Linked DNA regions of Pan troglodytes: region 2 is linked to region 1. A link is a contact called in public HiChIP or PLAC-seq data. All regions are on one chromosome and are shown on one strand. Each heading gives the region's core, a stretch centred on a gene start, on an enhancer-like site or on the middle of the called end of the contact. The rest is flanking DNA. Distances are from core to core; before and after follow the strand shown.

Region 1 (5,759 bases), core at 1,666-4,165:
ATATATTATTTGATCATCATTGAGTAGCTATTACTACTATGCATATTTTCCTAAAGATGAGGCCATTAGGAAGGGACAAAACCATGATAAAAGCTGTGATTCTCCGTTTCCAACACATACACCTCACATACACAGCAGACACTTCAGCATCTCGGCCAGCTAGGCTGCAAATTCTTCTCTAGCCAGAAGGAATAGTGGGTTTTATTCACTTGTCAAAGGGCTTCGGAGAAAAGCCACTAGATACTTTCCTGTTTGCCTTTTCCCACCTTAGATCCCTCAATTTCTATCACCATCACGGGAGAAGGTAGCGAAGGGTGGCTCCATCAGGGAGAAAACTCAAGCTGAAAGTTGTATTAGGGTCCTCTTCCCTTCACACCTCTAAACCTCAGTGACCCAACAGATGAAGATACGGGAGAGGAAAAGGTACTATGTAGAAACGAGGAGGTCTTCAGCAAATAAAGCTTCGAGAAAAATAATGAAAACGGGACTGGGGTAGGGCAGAAAGCAAGTATAGCTGAGATGGGGGAGGGGAAAAGAAGGAGGGCAGGAATTGGAGGGAAATGAGAGTGTAGAAGCCCCCAAGCCTGAAGAACCTAAAAGAGATATGAGTGCTCCAACTGCTGGAGAAAAGCTAAGGGCCTGTGAGGGTCCTGAAGCAGGGACCAGCACTGAAGGACCCCAGGGTTTGGGTGACCGGAAGCAGAGACCCCAAACACGAGACCAGAAGGGGGCGCAGGAGACACCCCGTAGGAGAGAATGAATGGGGAAGGCGGTCCGGGGGGCGGGGCAAAGGAGGGGCCCCGGGATGGGCGGGGCACAGACCCCTTTCCAAGTCCGAACCCCTGCCCCGAGAGCCCGGAGAGAAGCGGCTCCGCGCCTCCCGCACTCACCGCCGGTCTCGTCAGTAACATAGGGAGTCGCCATCTTGAAAACGCAAACCACTTCCGGCGTGAGCGGGCTGGGGTCCCGCCCCCCTCCCCACCGGAAGTGGAGTCCCGATCGTAGCAAGCCACCATCTTAGTCTTAAAGGGAGAGTGCACCATTTCATGGGCGGAGGTGGAGGAGGAGGAAGAGTGGAGAAGCTGAAATAGTTAATAAAATAAAGCCGTGGGCTCTTTTACTGCCACCGATACCATTACTGAGCGCTTGCTGCCTGTAAAACAGTCCTCAGGGAGCCAAGAGAAGTTCCGAGGCACAGTCCCTCTCATCCCCAGGAACTCCTCGTACGTCCAGGACCTGCGAGGGAAAAGGGCGCAAGGCCCACCTGCACCCAAAAAGGGGGCCTTATAAATGAAGAAAGGAAGAATAGCCAGGCTCTGGCCTGCACCCAGATCTCAGAGCGGCTTGGTGACGTGGAGCAGACAAACTCCAGGACGCACTGGGGCGCACAAGTGTTTCTAGAGACGGTTGGAGACCCTATCTAACCCTAAGAAGGTGGGGAGGTCGAATTCATGTGCCGATTGCTGTCGGCCAACCCACTCAACCACCAGAGACCCGCGGGAGGGGCGTGCAAGGCGGAGGGCGCCGCGGGTCGGTCACCTGTCTCCGTAGCCGCAGGGCTGCCGGCAGCTTCCATGGCCGAAGAGGCAGCGGACCAGGTTGGGCGGGCGGCCCTGGCCTGGCTCTGCCCCGCTGGGCGGCGCCGGGGATTCGGCGGCGAAGTGATAAGGGCCCTAGTTGCTTCTCGCCGAGACCTCCTAACCCTGAGTGCCTCCTCGGGCTGGGCCTTAGGGTCAGAGGGCAGGGTGAAAGCTTCTGGGCGGACCTACTTAGTATTCTAATTAAACTCGTCCAACCGCTGAGGATCTAAAGCGGGGCAACTCGCCAATAATCCGGTCCCGTAGTGTCACTCCATTTGTAGTCCTGCCCTGCGCCGTACCTCCCTATTCTGCGGACGAACCCATATGGTCTCCCTCCGCCGCCCGTTTCAGCAACTGTTGTTCCTTCAGGGCTAAGTCCTGTTAAACTTGTTTCCCCTACAGCCTGGGAGGAGCCCGGCTGCAGGTTCCTCTCCTCAGGTGTCAACTCTGCCCTCCTCCACCCTCATGTAGCTTTTTCCTTATCAACCCTTTTACCTTCCTGCTTATATCCCCACTTTGGCTTAGTTTAATGTCCAGCAGTACCCCTGGAACCAGGGAGGAGGCAGGAAGTAAGTATTGGTGACTACCTCCAACACTAGGCAGCATGTCCCATTTAAAAAACAAAACAAAAGCCAGGCGCGGTGGCTCATGCCTGTAGTCCCAGCACTTTGGGAGGCCAAGGCGGGTGGATCACGAGGTCCGGAGTTCAAGACCAACCTGGCCAAGATGGTGAAACCCCGTCTCTACTAAAAATACAAAAAAATTAGCCGGACGTGGTGGCGGGCGCCTGTAATCTCAGCTACTCGGGAGGCTGAGGCAGAGAATTTCTTGAATCTGGGAGGCGGAGGTTGCAGTGAGCCAAGATCGCGCCACTGCACTCCAGCTTGGACGACAGAGTGAGACCCCGTCTCAAAAAAAAAAAACAAAAAACAAAAAAAAAAACACTAAAAAACTGAGCAATGGCTGACTAGGACCTTTATAAGACAAATTAGGCCTCAGAAGTTTTCTGGGGGCCGCAGCTTGCCTTCCTTCCCATCCTCCATGTCTGTGACTTCCACTAGAGGCCAATTCAGAATGTCTGGGGGTGGGGCTCATTTAAAAAGTATTTCCAGGCCGGGTGCGGTGTCTCATGCCTGTAATCCCAGCACTTTGGGAGGCCCAGGTGGACAGATCACTTGAGGTCAGGAGTTCGAGACCAGCCATGGCCAACATGGTGAAATCCCATCTCTACTAAAAATACAAAAATTAGCCAGGTGTGGTGGCGAGTGCCTGTAATCCCAGCTACTCGGGAGGCTGAGGAATGAACCTGGGAGGTGGAGGTTGCAGTGAGCCAAGATCGTGCCACTGCACTCCAGCTTGTATTATAGAGCAAGACTCAGTCTCAAAATAAATACATAAAAAGTATTTGCATACGATACACTGTTATTGCAAGTGTTGTGACACTGTGGTCTTAAACCCTTGCTCTCTTTTCACCAATTGTACTTCAGCCCTGCAGGGTCTAACATCTTGTCCTTAACCTTGTTATGATTAGACGTGAGAGTGTGGGATGAAGCCTCTAAGAACTAATGGGATACGTTGGTCTTGACTGAACTACCTCAGGAGTGGTCTCTGCAGCTTTCAGAGGCTGCTCAATAGACCTTTGTGCAGGAGGGAAACCTAAAGTCGCCCCTGTTCACTACCAACCCTAGGCCCCCTTCCCACCCCCAGACATCCTGCCTCAGCACTGGGGTTGACAGGAAGTGAAACTCAATTGTCTGCTTAGTAGACCTGCCTGGGACCCAACCCGGGGCCCCGGATGTGGCCCCCCACCCTGAGGAGGAACAGGGCAAAAAAGGCCGGGGAGAACAGGCTGTTGTTTTTTCCTTTCCCTTTGTTCATTGCGGTTTCTTTCTTTCTGATTTTTATGATGTGGTTGATTAAAGAAATGAGCACCTGGAACCGTAGGCATTAAACGCCTCCTTCTTAGATGTTTCTTGGCTTTTCTTCCCCCACCCACACCCCCCAGTAACTGACTTGGGGTATGATGGAGCACAGATCCTAAAGAAGACACAAAGAAGTCTAGAATAAGACTGATTCCACCTTATTCCTTATTCAAGAGATAACATTACACCCCACTTTGAAGTACCAAAAACTATCTTAAAAGGAGTGTCTTCAACTTTATTTAGGGACATATCTAAAGACGATAGAGTGAGAAACACAGGTAATACATAGGGTGGCATTACTTTAAGCATTCTTTGCAAGGAAAGCTGAGTGCCTTAGAGATTAATATCGTTCCAAGATTTCTAAATGAAAGATCCAGGGACAGAAAACTGATAGGCAGAGGTGTTAGGGGACCTATTCTTACATTGTATGTTTGTTTAAAGTAGCTCAGAGCAGAGAGGCTTTACACACATTGCACCACTCATTGATATAGTCCCTAAACTGGGCTATGTTTTTGCTTGTATTGCAGAACTAAGTACAGGACTTAGTGTATAAAAGGCCTTAAGAAGAGTTTGTTTACTATGACTAAGGAGGTCATAGAGGAAGGAGAGATGAAGCTTTGCTAACAGTGAAGAAAATACTGTAAAGACAGGATGGGGAGTGTCAAGGGCCTTGTCTTTTTTTTTTTTTTTTTTTTTTTAGACAGAGTTTTGCTCGTGTCACCCAGGCTGGAGTGCAGTGGCATGATCTCGGCTCACTGCAACCTCTGCCTCCCGGGTTCAAGCGATTCTCCTGCCTCAGCCTCGCGAGTAACTGGGACTACAGGCATGTGCCACCACGCCCGGCTAATTTTTTGTATTTTTAGTAGAGACAGGTTTTCACCATGTTAGCCAGGATGATCTCAGTCTCCTGATCTCGTGATCTGCCTGCCTCAGCCTGCCAAAGTGCTGGGATTACAGGTGTGAGCCACCGCGCCCGGCCTTTTGGCCCTTGTCTTTTTATGATTGGGGGTGAGAGGGTGAGACTTGGAGGGGCACAGGAGCAGAGAGACAGACCCCTCTTCAACCTATGCCCGAAATCTCCAGTTTGGATACAACAACAATACTCCCAAACTATTACTCAGCAGCTATATTTCTGGCAAATGTGGAGGAGTCTGTTCCAACAAGCCTGTCTTGAAACAATCAAGAACTGCTTAGATATCCCTGTTTCCACTAGAGGGCCTCATGTATTCATTCCCTTTCCAACACCCACCAAAAGTATGTATATATTATGTGTGTGTATGTATGCATACACAATACCCACACATGCATATACCCTTCTAGTCAGAGGTCTCCCCTCCCCCTTCTTCCCACCCCCAGGTGTAAGAAGGACGATTCCAGGAACCTAAGGCTTTGTTACTCTGCCCCATTTTCAATGAAGGGTAGGAGGGAGTTAGACAGGGGTTGGGGCGGGGCCAGTGAGCAGGATGCCTGGGTCTCCAGTTCCTGCCAGTAAGTCCCTATGCCTCCATCTCTCTCCCTTGCTGTACCACCTTCACCACCATCCATGCGACCCCAAGAGCCTTAATGACTCTAGAAGAGACTCCAGGCAGGGGAAGCTGAAAGGACCTTTCACTCCCTACTTTTGGCCAGGGCCTTCTGTGCCACCTGCCAAGGCCAGCAGGTAAAGTGGGAGGATGAGGGCGTGGAGAAAGGGTGGACATAGACCAAAGTGCAAACCTCCACCCTAGAATTAAGGAGAGGACATGAGTCTTGACAGGAGGTGTCCTTAGACTGGGGAAAATAGGTCTAAAAGGAAAGAGGAACGTGAAGAAGGTGGGGAGATTGTCTCAAGCAGGGTAGAGCCCGGGGCGGGAGGGAGGTGTTTGGTCAGGTTGTGGAGTTTGGGACTCTGGGCTTGCCCCCGTGGGATCTCCTGAGTGTGAAGTCAGTGGTGGATGGAAGGGAGTTGGTCAGGGAAGTTCAGGATGGCAGCAATCAGGAGAGAGTGAGACGTTGGTTGGGTGCCCAACTGCCGAGCTGTTCTGTTAGCGGCCCGCCCGGTATCTTGGCCTCCCAGGTTTGGGATGAAGGGAGAGGCTGTGAGTGATTAGAAAGAAGGGAAAATAGAAGCAGAGCTGCCGCCGGCGCGGGAAGAAGATGAGGAGCGCAGCAAATGGAGAAAATGTGTCCAAAGCCCCGGACATATTCGAGGGAGGGTGGAGCAGGTTATGGTGAACTGGAAACCTAGAAACGGGCCTCTCCAACTTCGAAGTTCCCA
Region 2 (5,759 bases), core at 2,288-4,787, 190 kb before region 1:
TCTCTATATATATATATATATATATAATTATCCCCATCTTACAGGTGAGGATAATAACAGAGGTTTAATAACTTGTCCAAGTTTACACAACCAGAAAAGGGAGAGAGCTGGGACTTGAACCCAGCCAGCCTACTTCTAGTCTAGAAGCTAGGCGATTATCTCCATACCTCACAGAATGGTGCAGATATATCTGGGAGAAGCAACTACTCTAGACCTGAAGTCAGGAAGGGATTCTTGGATGGGATCTATGCTGAGACCTGAAGAAAGAGTAAACTTGGCCAAGAGATTGGTGGGTGGAAGAGAGTGGAAGTAGTAGGGGGAATTGTTCTAAGAAGAAGAAACAACCTGTGCAAAGATTCAGAAATGGTCAAGAGGACAAGGGTGAAACAAGACATTCAGATTTCTAGCCTGGATGATTGTCATTCACTAAAATGAAAAGCTGCAGGATGGGACACATTTTAGGGAGAAAGAAGGGGTTCTCTAACCTGTGATATTTGAAGTGCCATGAAACATCCAGATTGAGATATGCAGGAGGCATCTGGCCTAGAGTTCTGGCTGGTCCTGTTTACTTAATGTCTTCTTTTCTTTTCTTCTTTTCTTTTCTTTCTTCCTTCCTTCTTTCCTTTTTTTTTTTTTTTTTTTTTTTTTGACAGAGTCTTGCTCTGTCACCCAGGCTGGAGTGCAGTGGCATGATCTTGGCTCACTGCAACCTCCGCCTTCCAGGTTCAAGTGATTCTCCCATCTCAACCTCCTGAGTAGATGGGACTACAGGCGCACATCACCATGCCCGGCTAATTTTTGTATTTTCAGTAGAGACGGGGTTTCACCATGTTGGCCAGGCTGGTCTCGAACTCCTGACCTCAGGTGATCCACCCACCTTGGCCTCCCGAAGTATTGGGATTACAGGCGTGAGCCACCGCGCCCGGCCTACCTAGTGTCTTTTCTAGTTTATATGTTCTCTGAGGAAAGGAGCTGAGTCTTACTTACTTTTGCATCTCATTTATCTTTGTACCTGCCACTAGATACACGTTTGGTGAGGAAGTGAAGTCTGTACTACCTTCTCTAAGGGAGAAGAAGGAGGTGACACCAACTTTGCTCTCACAGCCTTTCCAATTTTGCTGAAGAAATGACAGAGAAACATTTTAGAAAATAGGATATGCCAGAATATGTGCTAAAGGCAATCGCTGCTCTGGAAAATCAGAAAGGAAAGGAAGAATCATGAAGGAGAAGAAGCCCATGAAGGCCACTATTGATTGCTTATATGTAATCCCCACAACCAGTTAAGGGTAGGAATTGTGGCCCCATATTATAGATGAAGAAACTTGATGAAATGCTGAAATGCCCATGTCTTGGTTGAAAGCAAGGGAGGGAACAAGCTAAGTTTTTGTTCCTGTCTGTTTTGTTTTCAGTTTCTGTTACCCATGGAAATGGATTGTCTCTTCAAAGCTCCCCAGCTTGGTCCTCCTAACCCCTACCCAACCTCCTCCCCTCATACCTGGATCCCCAGTTTCTTCCTTTATTTTACTCCAGTTCCTCAACCCAACTCTATCCTTATGTCTGGTGCTCCTGATGCCTATGCCAAGCCAACTTTAAGATATTTTATTGGGCTTTAATTCCAGAGAGGAAACCAATGCCCCTCTATTCTGAGAAGCCCAATAATAAAGTTCATCCATTTATTAAATAAACATTGTGAATGCCAGGAAATTAGCAAGACCTGATTCCTTCAAACATTTTCTTTTCTTTTTTTTTTTTTTGAGACGGAGTCTCACTCTGTCGCCCTGGCTGGGGTGCAATGGCGCGATCTCGGCTCACTGCAAGCTCCGCCTCCCAGGTTCACGCCATTCTCCTGCCTCAGCCTCCCCAGCAGCTAGGACTACAGGCACCCGCCACCACGCCCGGCTAATTTTTTGTATTTTTAGTAGAGACAGGGTTTCACCGTGTTAGCCAGGATGGTCTCGATCTCCTGACCTCGTGATCCACCCGCCTCGGCCTCCCAAAGTGCTGGGATTACAGGCGTGAGCCACCGCGCCTGGCCTGGCACAAACATTTTCCATTTGACTATTGCTCCAGGGCTTTCAGATCCAGAAATAAGCCTGGAAAACCTGAAGTCAGAAGTTAAGCACATTCAAAACATTTTTTCACCTTAGTACTGTTTTACTCTGCTCTCTGACTGCCCAGGATCACACCTGAAGACTAGGGCTGGTCCCACATCTGTATTTCATCTCGTGCATCTGAGCGCAGACTTCTTTCCCATGCTCACCCTTGCAACCTCCAGCCCCTTCTCAGACTTCTAAGACCCTGCAGATCCAAAGATATAGCTAGAAATCCAGAGATCTAGATTTCTCCCCAAGTATAACAGCCTCCAGCCATCTCCTCTCACCCTTCCCCCAGTGGCCTCTAGCTCCTGCCTTTTCCAGCCGGCTGACTACCTTAGCCCTGTTAAGCCCCAGTTTCAAGCTCACAGTCTTCCCAGCTCTATGTCTTCCCTCTGTTTCAGTTCTTCCCATCACCTCTCCACCTTCTTAGGTTGTCCCTGACCTCTTCCTCTCCTAGTCCCCTTAATCCCTCTGATGAGCCTAGCCTGGTGCTTCCTTCCATGGCTTCCTTGAGCATCTTCTTTGGGCTACCTCTGGTGGCTAGAGCTCCTCTGGTCTCAAGTTCTCCACCTCTGTCCCCTGGGCTCTCTGTGCTCCCACCAAGGCTGACTCTTGTGGCTCCTTCTCTCAGGAGTTTCTGCCTTTCCTCTCCCCCACCCCCAATCCCCTGCACCTGCCTCCTCAGGGGCTCCCTTGGTGTCTCCCTGTCTGTGCCCCTCTCTCTCCTCCCCCATCCTGATTTCTCTCCCCCCCATCCCCCCACCCCCACCCCTTTCCCAGGGCACTCGTCTGTCCTCTGTTCCTCTGCCCCTGTTCCCATCTCCATGACCCCCGATCTCTTCTGGTCTGGCTCTGTAGACCTCTGTCTCCCCCTATCTAGTGGTACCCCTCTTCTCCCCATTTTTGTCTCCACTCTAACTCTCCCACTAGTTGTCCCAGTCTTCCTCCTTCTTGGTTCTGTGTCTCCCACAGACACACAATTTCCCTCTCTAGCTAAGTCTCTCACCTCTGCGTCTTCCCCCTGACTCTTCTTTTCCTCCTTTGTCTCTCCCTCTCTCCTCCTCCTTTTCCTATCTCTGTCTCTTCCCCCTTTATCTCTCTGATTCTCCTTGGTCTCTCTGGCTCTGACTTTCCCTCTATATCCGCCCCCCGCCCCCTCATATCTCTGTCTCTTCATCTCTCTCTGGCCCTTGCTCCCTCACTCCCTCCCTCTCTCTATTCCTCGGCTCTCTCCGGCTCCCTCTCTCGCCTCGGATGACAGCGCTGCCTCTTTTGTTGGCTCCGCAGCCAATCGCGGCCGCTGACGACACGGGGGCCGGGGCTATAAAGGGCCTGGCCCGGGCTCGGGCCCCCCCAGCCGCCCGCCCCGGCCGCCCGCCCGCCCCGCCCGCGCGCCCGCCGCCCCCGGCCCCCCGGGTCCCCCCTCGGCCGGGCAGCCCCCAATCCCGCGCCGCCCGGACCCCCTCCTCCTTCCTCCCTCCTCCCTCCGCCCCCTCCCCGCGGGACTCCGGCGTCCCCGCCCCCCAGTCCTCCCTCCCCTCCCCTCCAGCATGGTGCTCGCGGCCCCGCTGCTGCTGGGCTTCCTGCTCCTCGCCCTGGAGCTGCGGCCCCGGGGGGAGGCGGCCGAGGGCCCCGCGGCGGCGGCGGCGGCGGCGGCGGCGGCGGCAGCGGCGGGGGTCGGGGGGGAGCGCTCCAGCCGGCCAGCCCCGTCCGTGGCGCCCGAGCCGGACGGCTGCCCCGTGTGCGTTTGGCGGCAGCACAGCCGCGAGCTGCGCCTAGAGAGCATCAAGTCGCAGATCTTGAGCAAACTGCGGCTCAAGGAGGCGCCCAACATCAGCCGCGAGGTGGTGAAGCAGCTGCTGCCCAAGGCGCCGCCGCTGCAGCAGATCCTGGACCTACACGACTTCCAGGGCGACGCGCTGCAGCCCGAGGACTTCCTGGAGGAGGACGAGTACCACGCCACCACCGAGACCGTCATTAGCATGGCCCAGGAGAGTAAGTGGGCTGCGGGGCGCGAGCAGTGGGGTGCTGGCTCTGGCCCCGCGAAGGGCGCCTTCTGCTCCAAGCGGGGCGCTCCCTGCTGCCCCGGCCCGGAAGCTTTTTCTGCGAAAACTTGACGAATTAGGGAGCGGGGGCTACTTCATAGAAGTTTTCCGAGCGGTGGAGATGGGCTGCAAAGTTGTATGCACGCCTAGTTCCCGGAGGTTGGGGCGGGGGAAATGGGGCGGGTTTCGAGATAGTGCCTTCCACCCCCAGTATGCTAAAAAGATCCTTGTTGGAGTCCGGGGAAGCTGGGGCTGGGCAGTGACTCTGTCCTGAAAAGCCGTGGTGGGGAGGCTGGAGAACAGAATCGGGAGGCTGCAGGACCCCCGCAGCCCCAGCTGGACTGCAGTGCTCTCTGCTTCCCAGTGGCCCTGGCGGTAACTCCCCACTCCGTGCTCCGTTCGCAACGTGCCCAACCGCCTGCAGAGAACTGTGTGCTTTCTCCCAAGAATAGGGTCCCAGAGCCCTGTACACCTCCTGGCAGCCCAGCTGGCACCCTTTCCATCCTGACCCCTGTCTCAGACCGGGTATCCCAAGGGGTCGGAAAAGCTGTGCCTTCTTGATACTGACCGAGCTCGGAGAGCTCAACTCCATTGCGCTGGGGGCTAAGGACACTCATTGGCTACTCAAACCTTAGTGTTCCATCCCTTATTCGCCCACCCCTACTGCAGGTGGACTTGAGAGAGACGAAGACCTAGGAAAAAAGAGAAAGTAGTAGATGGGGGAGCAGGAACCCAGGCATCCGAGCCCCTGACCAAACGGAAGATGAACATATAATAGACATGAGCTGCTTTGAAATTTTATGGCCTGGAAAATCCAGGCGAATACTACACCCTCCCTTTTCCAGCTCTCCTTAGGGTCAGGTGACTCCTTCTCCTCCCCCACTGAGGTCTCCCCCCCCCCCCAACTACAGGGAACCAGGCCTCTCTTATTCCCTAGTGGTTTGGCAAGGTTCCCCCCTTCCCACAGCCCCCTGCAACACACACAGAGTTTAGTTTTATGGCTGTGAACAGAAGACGGGGGAGACTGGTTTATTGGCAGATGGGTCATAAAAAGCTGGGGGCTGAGGGGAGTCCCAGTGGCCTACCCCCATGGGAGAGGCACAGGAACCCAGGTGTGCATCTGGGAGGCTGAGTGCCTCACACTGCCCCTGGTATTTCTGCAGACCTCAATTCCACAAGACTTGGTCAGGGCTGTTAAACTCAAAGAACCAGGAAACTGGCTGTGGGGGTGGGAGGTATGGGGATCCGGTCTGGGGTTCCTCAGTTTCCCTTCTATTCTTAAGCCTTCTGCTTATGGAAGCTAGGGTCAGTCTCAGATCGACTGAGGGCAGGGGTAGGGGGTGGGGTTTCTAGGAAACGGAGTTATAGAGGAATTCAGATCAAGAGTTTGCTGGAAGATGAAGGTTACAGGGGGAAAAGATACTCTAGTCTCTGTGGTGTAGTGTGTGTGAAGATTTCCAGGATGGGTGATGGGGCTGTGGACTTCTCCTTGCCCCTAAATATCCTTAGCATCCCTTAACCAACAGGCCTGAGCCCACCAGAGTTAGCTCTGGTAATGGGGATACACGAAGTGAAGGGACCCTGCCTACATGAGGTGGGCTGTGCAGGTGAGGCCTGG

The links. HiChIP or PLAC-seq counts read pairs in DNA pulled down with a chosen protein or histone mark.
Region 2: a contact with region 1 is called in an H3K4me3 HiChIP or PLAC-seq map of stem cell-derived excitatory neurons, with 2.3 times the contacts expected there. The contact joins the promoter of GDF11 here to the promoter of PYM1 in region 1. A contact is called at or near these places in 1 of 7 Hi-C or Micro-C datasets (stem cell-derived neural progenitor cells) and 1 of 1 datasets of contacts at active chromatin or transcription factors (stem cell-derived excitatory neurons).

The regions. Positions count from the first base shown.
Region 1 is chr10:40,080,341-40,086,099 of NHGRI_mPanTro3-v2.0_pri, reverse strand. PYM1 (PYM homolog 1, exon junction complex associated factor) reads right to left here and starts at 2,915. Exons shown (of 3, transcript XM_009425175.5): 1 at 1,540-2,915. The coding sequence starts at 1,576. DGKA (diacylglycerol kinase alpha) reads left to right here and starts at 4,792. Exons shown (of 24, transcript XM_001169946.6): 1 at 4,792-5,162.
Region 2 is chr10:40,266,297-40,272,055 of NHGRI_mPanTro3-v2.0_pri, reverse strand. It overlaps GDF11 (growth differentiation factor 11), which reads left to right and starts at 3,537. Exons shown (of 4, transcript XM_016923257.4): 1 at 3,537-4,091. The coding sequence starts at 3,647.